Linked DNA regions of Zea mays: region 1 is linked to region 2. A link is a contact called in public Hi-C data. All regions are on one chromosome and are shown on one strand. The core of a region is the stretch at or near the end of the contact, and the rest is flanking DNA. Distances in the headings are between cores, read along the strand shown. Region 1 has its middle 86 kb from the start of LOC103653803. Region 2 holds the start of LOC103653801 (adenosine kinase 2).

What was found. A called contact is a pair of places that touch in the nucleus more often than the background predicts.
Region 1: a contact with region 2 is called in a Hi-C map of leaf, with 4 times the contacts expected there. The contact joins the enhancer-like site here to the promoter of LOC103653801 in region 2. A contact is called at or near these places in 4 of 25 Hi-C or Micro-C datasets (bundle sheath, ear, endosperm and 1 more).

The regions. Positions count from the first base shown.
Region 1 is chr4:148,548,771-148,555,454 of Zm-B73-REFERENCE-NAM-5.0, forward strand. It overlaps the pseudogene LOC103653804. Among protein-coding and RNA genes, the nearest start is that of LOC103653803, 86 kb to the left of the region's middle. Within about 2 kb of position 2,676, at least 9 of the 20 cell types and tissues checked have an H3K27ac peak or open chromatin away from gene starts, as enhancers often do. A contact at or near this core is called in endosperm and leaf, where this site is marked.
Region 2 is chr4:148,254,479-148,261,146 of Zm-B73-REFERENCE-NAM-5.0, forward strand. It overlaps LOC103653801 (adenosine kinase 2), which reads right to left and starts at 1,479. Exons shown (of 13, transcript NM_001352437.1): 1 at 1,289-1,479; 2 at 755-808; 3 at 503-549; 4 at 364-395. The coding sequence starts at 1,374.

The sequences.
Region 1 (6,684 bases), core at 1,426-3,925, 300 kb after region 2:
GTACTTTTGGGCGCGCCTCTGGGCCTCTAGCCGACCCCTAGCAAATGGGGCACGGACGTCCGCTCGGATTATCCGCCAGCAGCTCACCGGAGACACCATGTTCGGCGCCCTCCGAGGGCAACATGGCGCTTTCCCCCCCTCCTCCTTGCGGAAAGGCGACGCAGGGGCGTATGTAAAAAAGTCGAGTCTGTCCCTGACCGTCCTCTCGCCCTGTGCAGAGGCTCGGGGGCTGCTCTCGCAAACCCGGCTCCGGCCAAACCGTTGACAGCGTCAACATACCAGCCCGAGAACTTGGGACCCGACCGTGCACCCGGGCTACGGCCAGCTCGCATGAGGGAACGACCAGACCAGCCAAAGCATTGCGCGAGGCATTAAGACCTCGGAGGAGTCAAACCACTCCTCCGAGGCCTCGGGGGCTACACCCGGCGGGTGCGCTCGCGCGCACCCACCGGAACGTAATGCAACCGAGAAAGGCTGGTCCCCTTGCAAAAAAGTGCGACAAAAGCCTCCAAGCGAGTGTTAACACTCCCTTCGAGGCTCGGGGGCTACTGTCGGGGACCATAATTAGGGGTACCCTCAAGGCTCCTAATTCTCAGCTGGTAACCCCCATCAGCACAAAGCTGCAAAGGCCTGATGGGCGCGACTAAGTCAGGGATCGGTCCATCCGAGGGACCCGATCACACCTCGCCCGAGCCCAGCCTCGGGCAAGGGCAGCCGACCTCGGAGGATCTCTGTCTCGCCCGAGGCCCCCCTCCAGCGACGAACATGCTTCCGGCTTGCCCGAGGCCCTGTCTTCGCCAAGAAGCCACCCTGACCGAATCGCCGCGCCAACCGACCAAATCGCAGGAGCATTTAATGCAAAGGTGACCTGACACCTTTATCCTGACGCACGTCCTCCAGTCGACAGAGCCGAAGTGACCGCAGTCACTTCGCCGCTCCACTGACCGGCCTGACAGAAGGACAGCACCGCCTGCGCCGCTCCGACTGCTGCGCCACTTGGCAGAGTGAGGCTGACGGGCAGTCAGGCCTGGCCTCAGGCACCATAGGGAACTCCGCTCCGCCCGACCCAGGGCTCGGACTCGGGCTAAGCCCCGGAAGACGACGAACTCCGCTCCGCCCGACCCAGGGCTCGGACTCGGGCTAAGCCCCGGAAGACGGTGAACTCCGCTCCGCCCGACCCAGGGCTCGGACTTGGGCTCAGCCCCGGAAGACGACGAACACCGCTTCGCCCGACCCCAGGGCTCGGACTCAGCCCTGGCCTCAGCCGACGGTCTCCGCCTCGCCCGACCCAGGGGCTCGGACTCGACCTCAGCCACGGAAGATAGACTCGACCTCGACCTCGAAGGAGCCTCCACATCGCCCAACCTAGGGCGCGGACCGGCCACGTCAACAGGAGGCGCCATCATTACCCTACCCCAAGCTGACTCAGGCTATGGGAAACAAGACCGGCGTCCCATCTGGCTCGCTCCGCCAGATAAGTAATGATGGCGCCCCACACGCTCCCTGACGACGGCGGCTCTCAGCCCCCTTACGGAAGCAAGAGGACGTCAGCAAGGACTCGACAGCCCCGACAGCTGTCCTTCCACCAGGCTCCAGCGCTCCTCCGACGGCCACGACACCACACGAACCGGGTGCCAAAACCTCTCCGGCTGCCACAATGGCATGTACTTAGGGCGCTAGCTCTCCTCCGCTAGACACGTTAGCACTCTGCTACACCCCCATTGTACACCTGGATCCTCTCCTTACGCCTATAAAAGGAAGGACCAGGGCCCTCTTACAGAGGGTTGGCCGCGCGGGGACGAGGACGAGACAGGCGCTCGCGTGAGGCCGCTCGCTCCCTCTTCCGCGTGGACGCTTGTAACCCCCTACTGCAAGCGCACCCGACCTGGGCGCGGGACGAACACGAAGGACGCGGGATTTCCACCTCTCTCACGCCCGTCTCCGGTCGCCTTTTCCCCCCTTCGCGCTCGGCCTCGTGCCGACCCATCTGGGCTGGGGCACGCGGCGACATTTCACTCGTCGGCCCAGGGACCCCCGGTCTCGAAACGCCGACACCTACATACCCAATGGGGAAAGAATTTCTCCCAAATCTATATTCATGGGGATTAAAATCTGCCCATACCCTAACCTTAATAAAGGAATTCCCCTACGGGTTATGGAGTTTTGGTTCCCCGTTGACACCTCTACGTCTCACACATCTAGTGGTGTTAACACTATACAATTTAAGGATCGAGCTCTATTTCTATTCATTTTGAACTAAAATTTATTTAAGCTATCTTCAGCAGGCTGTGTAAACGGTTATGCAAAGTACCGTTTTGCACTGTAAATTACACTGTTTGTAGAGTGATGTTTGAAATAAGGAGTGAGATAGAGAGTGAGATAAGGAATCTACTGTAGATAATCTTAAGACTCTAACAATTTGTGAAAGAGCATTTGGATAGCGATCCTTTACTAACTCATCCCATCATTTTAGTATGCCCACTGACAGCTCCACAGCACCAAGCACCAAGCACCAGCAGAGTAGCGATGGTCGGCAGAGCAGGGGGATGCATCATTTTCCCAGTCAAGTTGCTGGCTTTGATCACAACCCAAGAGCGATTTAGACGTTGTCCTAGTATAGTACAGTGCTGCTTGCAATCCTTTTTTTAATCACTTTTGTCCCTTGCGGTAGGTAGGCGTTGCGATCTCATGGCCACGGCCAAGCAATCTGCCGTGCGGTCTGCTCCTCCAGTATGACTATGAGGCTATGAGCTAAGCCATCATCAGCACAAACGCTAGACACCTTATTTAAGCAAGGGCCTTTATTTTTATTTTGCTGGTATAGCAAGTTAACAACAATATCATTATGCAAGGGTATATTGTTTTAATCAGTGTGTTTAGTTGGATGCGTGCTGACAGCCAAACGCAATGTGTGGGTTGACTTTGGATAAGCACATGTTTAGATGGCTGCACGCGAGCGAGCGGGTCTGCATCTGCTGGTGCAGCACATACCAATTTGTGGCTTTCTGCCTGCATGCGCAGAAACGTGGAAAGATTACGTCTCCCATGAGCCAAGCTCGGATAAGCCTGTAGGTGCGTATGTAGACAACCAATCATAAGGAATGTTTTTTTTGTGTGTTGAAGGTGGGGAGAGGAGTGACATCCTACTTGCCCCCTGAATTAGCAAAACGGCAGTCATCTGGGACTGGTAGTTTAGCGACGGTCAATTGGCACTAGCGCAGTATTCACGGGATGAGACAGTAGCAGCCTAGCAGGGCATTCTATTAGGGTACTTAGAAGAAGAAATTGAGCACGTAAGATGTAGTTCACCCCAAAATACAACAGTATAGGATCTTAGACAACGCTACCTGCCATGGCATGCGCATCGCAGGCGGTGGCAGGGCAGCTACACAAAGAAGAAAGAACAACGCCACACACGCACACACATATGGATCGACCAATACAACCAAAAGTCAACGACGAGAACGACGGTGGCACAATCTGGAGACATACACGTGTACAAGTTTTATTTTTTCATGTATTTTCCTCTTCTCCTCCGGCCATGCGCGGGCGGCAGCATGGATGGCGGCGCCTGGCGTCTTTTAGTTGATGTTGATGGGCAGCGGCTTGCCGTCCCACTCCTTGAGGCACTCGAGCATGGGGTCGACGAGCTTGCCCTGGCTGATGCCGAGGAACACCTTGTTGCACTCCTCGCCGGGGGACTTGAGCTTCTCGCCGGTGAGGAACACGCAGCCGAGCTCCTCGCGCACGAAGCGGTACAGCGGGAACGAGCGGCTGTCCGCGATCCGGTTGGCCACGGGGGCGGTGCCCTCGGCGACGGCGACGCGGGCGGCCTCCACCTCCTGGGGCAGCACCGCGCGGAGCTCCTCCTCGAACTTGGTGATCCTGGAGAAGACGGAGGGCTCGCGCTCCGCGTCGCCGCTGCTGAGGGCGTGGTCCACCAGCACGGCGCGCAGCTTCTGCATCAGCGGCAGGCTGGCGCTGGCCGCGTCCTCCGCGTACGTGAACACGGCCTCGCGGTCGATGGCGGAGATGAGCTCCTTCTCGCTGAAGCGCGCGCTGGAGAGGTCCCCCGAGGGGTTCATGGTCAGCACCTTCTTGGCCACCTGGGTCACCGTGTTCTTGACGGAGGTCTTGATGTTCTCCTCCAGGTGGCGCAGGTCGACGGCCTGGCACAGCGCGACGATGTAGGTGGACGACGACAACATATCCGGTGCACATGGAACATTGGTGCACATGGTGCACATATTAAATCATCACTACTCATTTTAGATCTAATGTCTCTAGTTGTTTGGTATATTTTATTAAGGACACCCTCCAACGTGGTGTTGTGTAGTGGTGGAAGGTGTTATTTGTAAATTGAATAATCAACTAGAGACGTTAGATCTAAAATGAGTGTTAATGATTTAATATGTGCACCATGTACACCAGTCTTCTATGTGCACCAGATATGTCCTCGGTGGACGACATGAGCTTGAGGATATCGATGGCCTCGGCGGTCTTCCTGGCCGAGACGAGGCCCAGGGAGTTGACGTCCTGGTTGTGCTGCTCCGCGCTCTGCACGTGGTTGGTGATGGGGTTGCCCAGGTACTGGAGCTCGGAGCAGTAGGAGGCCATGGCGATCTCGGTGCCCTTGAATCCGTAGTCCAGGCTGGGGTTGCGGCTGCCGGCCAGGTTGGAGGTGAGGCCGTTGTTGTAGAACTCGTTGACGAGCTCGGAGAACTGCGCGAACATAAGCTTGCCGATGTTGGCGATGGCGAGGCGGGCGTTGTCCATGGACACGCCGATGGGGGTGCCCTGGAAGTTGCCGCCGTGCAGCGCCTTGCCGCGGTGGACGTCGATGACCGGGTTGTCGTTGACGGAGTTGACCTCGCGCTCGATGGACTTGGTGGCGGCGCGGATGACCTCGATCTGGGGGCCGAGCCACTGCGGCGACGTGCGGAGCGCGTACCTGTCCTGCTTGGGCTTGAGCAGCGGGTCCAGCTCGTTGACCTTCTTGGCGTGCTTCATGAAGGAGCTGCCCTCAAGGATGTGCTCCATGATGGCCGCGGCCTCGATGGACCCCGGGTGGTGCTTGAGCTTGTGGGTGAGGTGGTCGGTGTACTCGGGCTTGCCGTTCATGACCTCGCAGAAGACGGCGGACAGGACCTCGGAGAGGACGGCCAGGACGTTGGCGTCGTACATGACGGTGGCCGCGAGCGCGGAGCCCACGGAGGTGCCGTTGACGATGGCGAGGCCCTCCTTGGGGTTGAGCTTGAAGAAGCCGCCCTCGATGCCGGCGATCTTGAACGCCTCGGCGGCGTCCACCTTCCTGCCGTCGACGGTGACGGCCTGCGCGTTGGGGCGGCCCGTGATGAGGCCAGCGATGTAGGAGAGCGGGACCAGATCGCCCGACGCGGTGATGGTGCCCCGAAGCGGTAGGCACGGGCTGACCCCGGTGTTGAGCAGCTTGGTGATGGCCTCGAGGATCTCGAAGCGGATGCCAGAGTAGCCCTGCAGGAGGGTGTTGATGCGCACGAGCATCGCCGCCCGGGTGACCTCCGACGGCAGCGTGTGGCCATCGCTGCCGGTGCCGAAGATTCCGGCGTTGAGATGCCTGCAGGGAAGGGGGGAGCCGCCGGCGCATGTGGGTCAGTCTGACAGCAGCACGGACCGATACGATAGATGGCGACAGAATTCGTGACTGTCACTGAACTGCCAAGTTGCAGCCTGACTGACAGACGTGGGAAAAACAAAAGAGATCTACGTGTAGTACATGACAATCCCAAGCTCCGACCACATGACATGACTACAAACCTCGGCCGAATCTCCAGACTTTCATGGTCATGCCATCCGGCAGAGCCGTGCCAGGCGGCGCATGATGGGTACGCATGTGAGCGGCGTGCGTGCGTGCACGCGCCCCATAAAAGTCCGTAACTTCCTTCCCTTCTAGACTCTAGTTCCTGGGCACGCAACCGTTGCGAGCCGGTTGTTATGGGGGGCAGACAGTTACCAATAGGATGCAGAACCGGTTAAATCCGATGGAGCCTGTCAGGTGACAGGTCCACTGTGCTACTAGCCTACTGCTCCCGTACGTACGTACAGTACTGAGGTGTCTGCTTCAGAATTGAAGCGAGGACTGTTGGTGGGTGGGGTGTAGCCGTGTAGGCCAAAACGGCTCGCCTGGCCTGGCGAGGCCAGCTGAGCAGAGCCAGAGATCCGATCCAAGCAGACCCGGCCTACTAGGCTACTACCAGATCTGGTCTACCACTAACTATGGCTAATTACGCGGTAATAATAAACTAATAAACCATATACACTATGCACCCAGTACCAGTAGTAGTAATGATGATGCCATGCCGGATACGATTTGATTTATCACCTGAGCAGTTCGACCTGCAGCGCGGGCCCGTCCTTGGTGCGGCGGTGGGAGGTGCCGCCGAAGCCGGTGGTGACGCCGTAGATGTCGCCGCCGTGGGCGATGCAGTCGAGGATCCACTCGCTGCTGGCCTTGACGCGGGGGCGGGCCTCCTCGTCGAGCTCGACGGCGACGCCGGACGCGTCCCTGGCGGACGCGACGGCGGCCACCTGGCCGACGCGGAGCGTGGAGCCCTCGATCTTCACCACCGGCTGCCGGGCCTGCGCCACCATGCGCTTCACCTCGTCCAGGTGGCTCCCCGCCAGCTCCGCCGCCGCCGCGCCCCA
Region 2 (6,668 bases), core at 229-2,728:
AACAAGGACATGCCGTCATCAAACTGATGTAACTACAGTTTTTGGTTGTTCACGGTTTAGTAGATTATAAAAGGCCTGTTTCGATGATGCAGTTTTAGAAAACCATGGCATCATGAAGCTGTGGTTTTATAATCTAAAGACGTACAAAAACATGGTTAAAAAAAGAGTTCAAGAGAGAAGTCAGAAGTTTCTAAAACTCAAAAAAAGACTACGGTTTTGACAAAACTATGGTTTTAGAAAATATAAGGCTTCGTTGTATCCAAACACCCATAAGCTTTTCAAAACCAGAGTATTTTGCAAAACCATAGAATTTATTTGATATTCCAGAAGTACTTTGTCTCCAAACGAGGCCTAAGAGCTTACTTGGGCAACCCTGATAGAGTTCTGGGTGGCTCCTGTAATAAGAATAAAAAGAACAAAGATACAAACCATCAGAAGAGTCACCAAGTCGTAATAATTTATGGACAGCAATACTGCATATACAAGTTATAAGAAACATTACCTCCAGCAATATATTCAACATTGCTGTTGCTAGCCAACTCATCATACCTGTCAAAAACGCACCTTATTATTAGATAAACAGCATACAGCAAGACGAAGTATTAGAATGCAAATGTCTTCTCAGTAAAGTTAAAGTGTGCAGCTTGCAGTTTAAACAGACAACTCAAAGTTCCGTGATTACATGTACTTACATAAGAAAAATACATCCAAAAATAATGACACATAAAGAAGCACCAGTGATACTTATACTTACATAGGCGAGTGCTTCTCCTCAGCGAGAATGGCATTGTTCAGCTTGATGTCATACCTAAAACAGGGGTGAGAGAAGTATGTCAGTATCTATCATGTGATAATTACAACACCCAACTACAAATCGAGTAATAAAACAATCAAGCACCATCACCATGGCATTGAGGCCACCAACCGTAGACCACTAAAAATTTTGGAGATTTAGAATGATAGAGCAAAAATTGTACGGGAAACAGTGATAGCTATGCAGCAATGAATTGCAGCGCCGCGCGACAACGCCCGCGGGTCGCTATGGCGTTTCAACAATTAAACAGTTTTGGATCAGTGACCGGTACTCCGAAATCCCATGCAGATGTCTGCCTTTCGCTGCACGTACGTGCATGCATCTAAGATTAATCCACAGGCAAAACGGTATCATTTCCATCGCGGATCTGATGAGACTAGGCCGCAAAACCGCCGAAAGCAACCAGACCACTACGACTAGGAGTAATTCCTATAAACAGATCAGAGTGAGAGAGGTGAGAGACGACCGACTTACTTTGCCAGGAAGGCGTCATCGACAACGGCGGAGATGTCGAGGAGGGGGTTGCCCATCCCCAGGAGCACGCCCTCGCTCGCCGCCATTTCCTCTCTTCTCTATTCGACACGAACGAAGCGGCGGCGCTGGTCACTGAGATCTGAGGCTTTTGTATTTGGGCGGGCGAGGTCTCGAGTTCGTGTGGGCGAGATGAAGTGGTGACCGGTGAAGAGGGGTTTTTGTTGGGCTCGCCCAAACCTCGGATGGCCCACCTGTCACCCTCCTCGTGTTCGACGGTGGTTGGTGGACGTACGCATGGTGATGCTACATTATTTCCGTGACATGTGGGCACGGCCGCCTCTTTTGGTTGGTTTGGCGGGTGGACTGGGTTTACAGTACAGAGTTGGTGAACGATGCGCTTGTCCTTTTCGCCCACCAACCGCATGGACGGAACTTGAGATCAGTTTTTCCTCGAGTCGGGTCACGCTGTGCCCACGCTGCCTTTTGCACCGAAAAGGGGTGAAAAGGCTCGCAGCTTTGCGGCCAATCACAAAAGCTGAACCATACGAGAACAGTCGGGATATTGATTTTTGGGCCTAATCGGCAGGTAGTTAAACACATGAGGAATGTCTAGCCACATCGTGGACCACGAACTAGCCCAAATGGCCCAACAAAACGGTAGCATGATCTAATTTTGGTCACTTGATCAGTGCTCAAGCTGCTATGGATTGTTAGAGCATCTCCAACAGGCCTCAACTGCTATTTTCAAAACAATAGTTTTTTAAGATGAAGGTGAGAAAACTCAATCTAAGTTACTGATTTGTCCTCCCAAAGTGTTCGGTGCCCCAAAACCAGAGCATTCTCATACAGGTTTGGGGCCGACCCACCGTCGTCCCTATCTGCGTATTTTTGTTTCCCGCGACAAAAAAAGTTGTGCGCGCCACCTCCAACCTCTTGGTCGCTGCCGTCGTGGTCGGCCTCCTGCACTCGCTCCCGACGGCTGACGACACAACCCACTCTTGACACGAGCAGTTGCCAATCTTCCGGGCCCGGTGCAGATGCCCGACACCGTCCCCGCCCCGCCTCCGATCCATAGAGGCGCCATTTCACCATTGGTCTCCTGGCCCCAGGTGCAGACACCTGACCCCGATGCCATCCCGCCTCCAATCCAGAGACACTCACATCGGTTCGCACCGTTAGTTCACATAATCTTTGGCCTGCTATACCTTTTGTTTGTCTAGCCATTTTGGTAGGCTAGACACATGTTTGATTTGTCATATTCGGTCCCTTCAGAATCCAGCTCGGTATAGTAGTACTATGATTCTGAAGTGCGTTACTTGACATCTTTGTTGATATACACTATTGCTTTCAAAAAATGTTTTCTTCTTTATTAACCAGGTCAGTATAGTAGATGTTGTGTGTCATTTCACCTTGCGAATTGTTGCAGCTGCTGCACGCTATTTCAGGTTGTTGACTGAGCCAAATGTGGTTGCATGCGCCATGGAAGTTCAACTTCTTTTTCAGAGCTCGTCAAAGAGTTGTTGGAGAATGGTCTTTGTTTAAATTTTAAATATTTTTAGGGCATGATGATCTTGTTGTCTACATGGAGTATATAACTTGATTATATGCTTTGTAGTCCACGTTTGTTTCTATGCTTGTTTATATCATAACACTATTGTTTCTATGCTTGTTTGTTACTAATGGTAGCATATACCTTGTTCATGAGTAAGTGAACCTATTTTTTATCTAAAATATGAGCTACTAGTATATAACTCAACTTCAACAAGATAGCCATTGAAAAATGTGTGCAATTTTTTTTATGAAGGGCAAATCGAGTTATATGCTTATGCACTTAATCTAGCTCAAGCTAAAAATGATGAAGCTAATAAAAACAAGTTACTTTAGTTACCATTATGTTGAGATGATCTCAGAGGCAATTGTTGCCTTGAAAATCCTGCATGCTCTTCACAATTCTCCCCACCAAAATGAGTTCTTCAAGTAGTCTTCTAGCTTTGTTAAATTGTATACACCCTGTTATCACCCCTTGTGGCAATTAATGTCAAAGGGGAGAAAATGGTATACAAAGATAGAAAAATAATAACAAAAGGGGAGAGAGAATGGTTACAAAGATAATTAAAGGGAGAGAGATGTGAATTAGAGAGCAAATGGATAAAATGACAAAGGGGAGAGAATGAATCACACAAGTAAGGACAACAAGCTCATGAACTTGGTTGTTGCATTAGAAATATGCATTTTCATGTGTTTGCTTGAATTTGCATGTGTAGACATATTTTATCAATTTCTAACAATTGGTATCTTTCTTGCTTGTGTGATAAATCTTAATATAACTTGATTGATTATTTGATGAACTTGCATGTATAGGTCAAGCGCTAGCTAAACTTAATGTTATATGTCCTCAAGTAATATCTAGAGATGTCCCCAAGTGGTATATGGAAAATTTTCCTATAATGTTGATCTCAAGAAGGTTTCTAGTGTCTTTCGTGTATAAATATACCAAGTGCTAAGGATGGATATCAAATGATGAATAAACGTTTCCAAATGGCATTCCAAGTGGCATACACATTTCAAAAGTTTATTCTATACACATTAGCATTATATGGTAGTAATTCTTCTCCCACAATGCCAAAAACCAACATATGTGCAAGTCCAAATTCAAACTTCTAGCACATATGTAGGCAGAGTTAATACTATTAGACAAGGTTTGTGAAACATGTCCAAATCTTTCATAGTGTGCACAATGTTTGGGAAAACAACATGAATCGAAACTATGTTAGTAGCTCATAATTATATGAAGTACTAGCTTGGGGTTCTGAATTTTAATTCATATCTTTATATGGTTGTTGTCAATTACCAAAAGGGGGAGATTGGAAGACCCATGTGAGGTTTTAGTAATTGAAACAACTAGTGGCATAACTGAAAGCTCTCTTGTGGGTTTTGGTGTTTGGATGACAACCCAATTAAAGGACTAACAAGTGTGCTAAGTGTTGAACAGGTGCTTAATGCAAAGCTAACATGTTTCAACACAAGTGAACAAGTGTGATGGTCCAAAGACTGATTTATCTATAGATAATGAACACTGTTTAAGTGAGACTCAGTGTGCGTAACTCAGAGACAACCAATCAAGCCAAGGATGGAGGCAAGAAGAGCTTCGAGGTACCGAGTGCACGGGAGAAGGTCAGGGAGACCAGGAACCCAAAGCCAGGGGTGAAGAAGAAGACTTGCAAAGTCAAGGTTGATCGAGTTAAGAGTTATGGTGCATCAAGGATCACTACATAAGGACATGACTTACAACCAATGAGGTAACATCTACAGTTATGTGGTGTAAGTCATAAGGCTCAAGATCAAGCTCGAGAAATGAACAAGGGAGTTGGATCTTAGACATGTCAATCTAGATCAAGTCAAGTTGACTTAATGGTTTAGAGTCCAACATCGACCTCAAACATGCCAAATTGAGTAAAACGATGAAAAAGGTTAAGTATGTAAGGTTTGAGTGTTCAACCATGTTGCATACACCTCTTACTACAAATTTGGTGCTTTGGTTTGCTCTCTAACTCTTTCTGTAGAGAAAGTACCATTCTGAGCTCTGCTGGAGGAGAAACAGAAAAGCTAGGAGAAGAACAAGAAAGATGTAAGTTTCTAGGACTAAATCAATTGGATTATACACTAAATGTGTTTGTTTAAGTCTCAGGAAAATCCTCCCAAAAGTTGAAGTCAAACGAAGAAAGAACGGAGAAAAAATCACTTAGTGTGCTGTTGGCTGGTGCATAGGACAGTGAATAGTAGTTGTCTGGTGCACAGGACAGTGAATAGTAACCTGTCCGGTGCACAGGACAGTGAATAGTAACTGTGTCCGGTGCACAGGACAGTGAATAGTAACTGTGTCCGGTGCATAGGACAGTGAATAGTGCTGCGTTCGGTGCACAGGACAGTGAATAGTAGCTGTATCCGGCGCACAGGACAGTGAATAGTGACCTGTCCGGTGCACAAGACAATGAATAGTAACATGTCCGGTGCACCAACGGCTAGCTGTTCCAGAGAAGGAAACTGCCAATCAGATCCGTTAATGTTCACTGTCCGGTGCACCACTGGACAGTCCGGTGCACCCGCAACCAGGGAAGGCTGGGAGCTTCCAAATGAAGCTCCAACGGCTCCTAGGCCATTTGGGGCTATAAAAGGGACCCCTAGGCGCCTCAAACAACAACACAAGTGCATCCAACAATTGTATACATCATTTGGATCAATTCTCTCTCTCCCTCTCGTGTATATCTCTCTAGTTTGTGTAGAGGCAAAGCTATAAGGCTTTAGAGAGTGGAGAAGTGCTGCTGAGAGCTAGAGCAAAGTCTTGAGCGCATTGTTACTCTGCCGGAGTGCTATCGAGAAGACTGTAAGCAGCCACAGCGTTGTTGTAACCAATATCAACATAGTGAAAGGCTCTATCTGTCATACTGACAGATCTGAGCAAACAGAGGAAGGAGTTGAAATAGACTCCAAGCCCAGGTGTGGCTAACTCCAACGAGGACTAGGCAAGCATTTCAGGCTTGGCCGAACCTCGGGATAAATCCCTGTGTTTGTGTGCTCTGCTCTGTGTTGTGTGCTGTTTCTCTATCTTATTTGTTGTTTATACTTGCACTTCAATGTTTATATGTGGTACAAGCTGTCTTCGAAGTGCAGGGTATTTTAAGACAGGAACTTCAATTCCGCTGCAACCTACTCGAAGGGTCTTTCATTCCACTGCGATCCAGCCTTCGAGTAGAGTAAGAATTTCCAGTTATAAAGTGATAATTATTATTCGCCTATTCACCCCCCTCTAGGCGACATCCAGATCCTGTTCCCGGGCATAGGGAACTTTCAATTGGTATCAGAGCTAGGCCTCTCCAGTGTGGGCTTAGCCGTCCGGAGATGACGATGTCGTCACAAGAGATAACTCTAGAACTTCTTTTAGGCGATGGTTCTAATTATAAATCTTGGTGTATCTCTATTTATAATGCTTTCATGCATATTGATCCTGATTTGAGACAGATCTTTAGTAGAAGTGTTTTTCCCTCTAATATTAGTAAAAACCCTTCTAATGCTGAACTAAGATGTCTATCTCTTAATCACCATGCTTGCAACATCTTAGTTGACTCTCTTTCTAGAGGTGCTTATTTTGCCATCATGAGTAGTGATAGTGATTTATTTGTTGATGCTCATGATCTATGGACTAGAATTAAAATAAAATATTCTGAGTCCAATTGTACTACTTCTACTCCCTATGTTGCTTGTGGTACTAACCTTTCAAAGGGAGAAGAAAAACAATGGCAACCAAACGATGAATCCACCTCACCGACAGGTTTGTCTTCCACTAGTTATAAATGTCTTATTGCTAACAATGATAGTGGAG